Regions from separate parts of the Mus musculus genome. Here region 1 is linked to region 2. Evidence: chromatin contacts called from public HiChIP or PLAC-seq data. All regions are on one chromosome and are shown on one strand. The core of a region is the stretch at or near the end of the contact, and the rest is flanking DNA. Distances in the headings are between cores, read along the strand shown.

Region 1 (2,700 bases), core at 182-2,681, 650 kb before region 2:
TAACTTTCCAGCCACTAGTTTATTTTGAGATAGGGTCTTTCTCTACACAGCCTTGGCTTCTGAAACTCACCATGTAGGTCAGGCTGGCCTTAACTTACAGATATTCAATATCTGCCTGCCTCTGCATCTCAAGTGCTGGGATCAAAGGCGTGTGCTAACATCCTCTACTACTTTTCATTCGATGAAATATTTGTTGTTGCTCTTCTGTTTTTTGTTTTTTTATTTTTCTTAGACAGCATCTCACTGTGTAGCCCTGGCTGTCCTGCAACTTGATCTGTACATCACCAGACTGGCCTCAAACTCAGAGATCGTCCGCCTCTGTCTCCTGAGTTCTGGGATTAAAGGTATGACCCACCACCTCCTGATCATATGATGAATTTTAATTAATTTCATGTGTATCAGTATTTTGCACGAACGTAAGCCTGTACACCACATACATGCCTGGTACCTGCAGTGTTCAGAAGAGAACATCAAATCTCCAGGGACTAGAGTGACAGGTGGTTATGTCACCCTGTGTGTGCTAGAACTCGAATCTGGGTCCTCTGGAAGAGCAGTCAGTGCTCTTAACTGATGAACTCTTTCTCCAGCCCGATGTTTTGTTTTTGTTGTTGTTGTTGTTTTTTTTTAAATCTTGTCACTACGATCAACCATGATGTTCTTCGCACAAATACCCTGATGAAATTTCTAAGGGGTGCTTCTCCAACGGATATTCCTCCAAACCCATACTTTGAACAGTTGAACAATGACAGACTACGTTCCCCCAGATTTTTATTTTCTTCCTCCGAATGCATTCATTCTGGGCTTTTACTTCTTAAAACTCCAGCGCTAGCGGGCGGGCGAGGGACGCCTCCAGCGGAGGAACTACTACTTACAGGCAGCTTTCCACTGAGCCTGAAAACAGACTGCTCTGCTGAGCCCCGCTTAAGGCGCAAAAGGCCGAGGAAGGAGGCCTGGAGGCTCGTGTCACTTGGAAAAGTTACTTCGCCCCTATTTGGGTCTCAGTTTCTGAGTAGTGTGAGTGGCTAAGATTAGGCTTAGTCGAGCCTGGTGTCCTCAAATGTCATATTGGCTAGCTGTTCCTGACTGTAGGATGTGCTGCATCCCGGCGAGCTCCACACTATTCCCTCCACCCTGCCAGAGAGGAGGAAGCTTTGCAAAGTTAGAGAGAAGAAAGCAGGCGCCACACTCCACCTTTCCCCAGGACCGGTCGTTTGCTACTCTTGCGCAGCTTTGGCGCGCTCCCGCTCTTTTGGCTCGGGAATCGATTATTCGTATCTGACCACCCCACCCCACCCCCACCCACCCGGACGCAGGACCTGAGGGCTCCTGCTCAGCCCATCGTTTGCTTCTGCCTGGTTCCGCCGTCCGGATGACGTCGAGGCGGGACTGTCATCCTCGGCTCGGCCAGCCGCTTGTTCCCCCTTGGCTTGCTTGCTGCCGCTTCCGCTTCCGGTAACAGCCCGAGGCTTTCTAGCCCAAGTGGCCATGGCGGGGAGCCGGCTGGAGACGGTGGGGAGCGTGTTCTCCCGGTGCGTGCTCCGAGTTGGGCGAGGGCAGAGTTCCTAGCGGGTCACGACCCTCCTGGCATATCCTTAGGGGATGCGGTTGCGGGTGTCCGAGCCAGGTGATGCCCTTGGCACGGAATCGGTGTGGTTTGTCTCTGTCCCCTTGGATTTCTGTCCTGTCAGATTGTGCTCGCCACCCCATTTCGGTGGAGACCTTCTACAGTAAAGAAGCTGAAGGGCCTGACTGGACAGGTCTTGCTTTTTCACTATGGAACGGTGGGTGGGACCCGTGCAAGAAGATGGAAGCTGTGTGTCGTGGCTCGCGCGCGTAGTCTCGGCACTTAGGAGGCGAGGCAGGAGGATTGCCACAAGACCGGGGCCAACCTGGCTTCGTAGCAAGGCTACTGGTGGACTTCTGTCAAAACAAAAAGCCTGCGTGGACACGCTGTAATCCTAGCTCTAGGGAAGTGCAGGGAGGCACTAAATTCAAGGTCATCCTTGGCCACACTCTTTAGTTTAAGTCTAGCCTAGGCTACATGAGAGCTAACCAACTGGACTTAACACTGTGGCCATGCTAGGTTGCTGTGTGTATTGGCCGTGCCTCCTTTAGGCGGGAGGCCCATTTCAGCTCACCCCTACCAGGCTGCTCTTTCCTTCGTTTAAGTTGATTCAGAGACTTTACAACCCTGTGGTAACCGACTGACCTTGGTTCTGTTCCCTTTCTAAGGACGAGGGATCTGATGCGGGCCGGGGTGTTGAAAGAGAAGCCACTGTGGTATGACATATATAAGGCCTTTCCACCCCTGAGAGAGCCTGTCTTCCGAAGGCCCCGCTTGCGATACGGCAAAGCCAAAGCTGACATCCAGGACATCTTTTACCAGGAGGATCAGATTCGAGCGTAAGTGTCTATCCCCTATAGTGAGCAGGGTGCCGCAGACCTTCAGAGAGGAAGGCTCATGTAGAAGTCTGCCAACCAGACCACCAGAAGAGGATATCAGATCGCATTACAGATGGTTGTGAGCCACCATGTGATTGCTGGGAATTGAACTCAGGATCTCTGGAAGAGCAGTCAGTGCTCTTAACCACTGAGCCATCTCTCCAGCCCAGAAACAGAAGTTCTAAGAAGTGGAATCTGGAGACTAAACTGACAAAGTTGCAGATAAAGTGTTTGTTAACTGGCCTCTGTTCTGTATGA
Region 2 (2,700 bases), core at 154-2,653:
GTGTGAGTTAAGGAAAGAAGAACATACAATTGTGGTTCCCTGCCTGGCAGCGAGAGAAAGAGCCTCTAGTTTCTGTCCACAGCGGTTTCTGAGCTCTCAGCTCTGCTGCTCCTAAGGAGCAGATGATCTACCAGAAGACTATCTCGGAGACACTCTCACTCTCTCTCTCTCTCTCTCTCTCTCTCTCTCTCTCTCTCTCTCTCTCTCTCTCTCTCTCTCTCTCTCTCTCTCTCACACACACACACACACACACACACACCTACACAAGTCTCGGTGGAGCCCAGAAAAACTTTTTCAAAGATCTGGATTAGGACTGGATAGATGAGCCGGGCGTGGTGGCACACGCCTTTAATCCCAGCACTCGGGAGGCAGAGGCAGGTGAATTTCTGAGTTCGAGGCCAGCCTGGTCTACAGAGTGAGTTCCAGGACAGCCAGGGCTGCACAGAGAAACCCTGTCTGGAAAAACCAAAAAAAAAAAAAAAAAAAAAAAAAAAAAAAAAAGGACTGGAGAGATGGCTCAGTAGTGAAGGGTACTTCTGCTCTTCCAGAGGACATGGGTTCATTTCCCAGGACACATAAGGAAGTGTATAGCCATCAGTTCCAGGAGATGACCCCCCCCCTTTCTGGCCTGCCTAGGTACCAGGCACACATGCAGTGCTCATACATATATATTCAGGCAAAAGCTCATCTCATACACATAAAATAAAAATAAGCTAATCTTTAAGGCAAGGATTTCTATAGGCTGCTACAGATACAGGGGAGAGGTGACCTTTTTATGGTTCTGATGTTTTTAAGGGTAGGAGAGGGGAGCAAAGTCCCTGGGCAGAGCCTGAAGGTGTCCTAGGAGCTGACCTAAAGAACTGGCGAGAAGGCCTGGCAGTCTCGTCAAGTGGGGCAGATCACCAGAGGTAACGGCTGACTGCGGCGATCCCCATGTGATTTCTGGCCAACACTGGCAGTCAGGCACTTAGCCATAGGAGGTTACTGAGCACTGAAGTATGACAAATGCGACTGAAAAACCTCAATGTCTAGTCTTATGTAAAGTCAGTTTAAATATCCACACGCTGGTGGCGACAGCTTGGGTGACAGCAAGTACTAGAAGGTTTCCCCAGAAAATCCCAGGACATGAGAGGTCCTGCCTAGCACCAACCTTGCTGGCAGAGTGCAGTTCTGGGGGTGATGGTGAGCCTGGGCCACTCTCCCGCGGCAGCATGGCTGAGGCCCAGGGTCACAGAGATGGAGCCATGCCTCAGGCCCGCTGGTCTTAGCCTAGCCCGGGTGTTCCCTTCATCCCTGGGGGTCTGAGCAAGCTGACTCATGCGAGCACCATCAGGATTCCGTGTTAGCTCATAATGGGCTGGCTGGCCCGCCCAAGGTTAGCCCTACACCTCTATTGTGATGGCCTTACAGGGCAGCAAGCCAGCCAGTGCAGGTATGTAGACTGGCAGACAAGACAGACAGATTCACCCTAGGGTAACTAACTCCTTGCACAGGTACAGATGAGCCATCTCCCCAACCAACACCCTGGAACACTTTCTCAGCCTGCTCCACAGCAGGAGGGCAGAAGCTCAAGACCCACTTGGTGAAACTTCTCTGGCCAAAAAGGAAAGCTAAGGTCTAGAACTGAGAGGCCCAGGTAAGACGAGCTGGAAACTAAAACTCCCATTCTAAGCATGGGATCTTCCTTGCCAGCCCAATCAGTAGTTAACTAACTTCCAGCTTAAAGAATCTGGTTAAAAGGGCTTAGCTGTTGAGAGCACTGGCTGCCCTTACATAGGACCTGGGTTCAATTCTCACTACCCACACCGTGGCTCAAAACCTTCTTAGACTGGAGTCCCAGAGGCTCTGATGCCCTCTTCTGCCTCCTGAAGGCACTGTATCCACGTGGTGCACATACACACATGCAGATAAAATACCTACACACATAAAATTTAAAAAACCTTGGTAACACAAAGGAACCAACCAACCAATCAGGAACAGAGTGTCCACCTCTCCTTGCAGACAGGTCCAGCGCCTCAGTCCTTTCTAGTGATGTGAGAAAGCAAACTCTCCTACAGTGGTCTCCCCAGTTACTTCATCTCAGGTAGGGGTGTGGTTTGGGGGTTTTGTTTGTTTGTTTGTTTTAAGCACAACCATTTATTGTTATTGTTGTTTTTTAGTATTTTTTTTCAAGACAATGTTTCTCTGTGTAGCCCTAGCTGTCCTATAGACCAGGCTGTCCTGGAACTCAGACATCCACCTCTGCCTCTCTAATGCTAGGATCAAAGGTATGCACCACCATGCCTTTGCACAGGGGTGTGGTTTTTGAAAAGTTTGAAGGCTGTGTCCAGTCCCTCCTGGCCCCCATCTTGGTCTCTTTATTATTGCCTGGTTTTTACGAGAGAATTCTGTCAGGCTCTAGGGGGTGATTACAAAGCAGATTCAGGAATGCACTCCTGGGTACATGGAGTTCTCACCTCACCACAGAAGGTACCACACAGGCCTGCTCCAAAGATATGAGCAGTGATCTGACAACAGGCTTGCTTAAAAGACAGGAGGATCACGAGTTAGAGGCCCTGTCTCAAGACCAAGCAAATAAAAACCAAATGGTATGTGGCTTCACAAGAGGTAAGTAAGGAAAGATATTGATGTGTGGCTAACGATGCCAGCAACGGAGAAATCACAAAGGCAGAAGAGAAAAACTCTATTCAATAAATATGT

Evidence for each region. HiChIP or PLAC-seq counts read pairs in DNA pulled down with a chosen protein or histone mark.
Region 1: an H3K4me3 HiChIP or PLAC-seq map of neural tube shows a contact between it and region 2, with 8 times the contacts expected there. The contact joins the promoter of Mrps23 here to the promoter of 4930556N13Rik in region 2. A contact is called at or near these places in 17 of 39 promoter capture datasets (the 3T3-L1 cell line, 3T3-L1-derived adipocytes, the C10 cell line and 10 more), 2 of 484 Hi-C or Micro-C datasets (B cells and embryonic stem cells), 26 of 115 datasets of contacts at active chromatin or transcription factors (T-cell acute lymphoblastic leukemia, bone marrow-derived macrophages, cardiomyocytes and 16 more) and 4 of 9 other capture datasets (adipose tissue, liver, macrophages and 1 more).

Annotation. Positions count from the first base shown.
Region 1 is chr11:88,202,957-88,205,656 of GRCm38.p6, forward strand. It overlaps Mrps23 (mitochondrial ribosomal protein S23), which reads left to right and starts at 1,432. Exons shown (of 5, transcript NM_024174.6): 1 at 1,432-1,529; 2 at 2,233-2,403. The coding sequence starts at 1,486.
Region 2 is chr11:88,850,201-88,852,900 of GRCm38.p6, forward strand. It overlaps 4930556N13Rik (RIKEN cDNA 4930556N13 gene), which reads left to right and starts at 1,404. Exons shown (of 5, transcript NR_126433.1): 1 at 1,404-1,636; 2 at 2,002-2,083. All of the region lies in intron 1 of Akap1 (A kinase (PRKA) anchor protein 1), which reads right to left.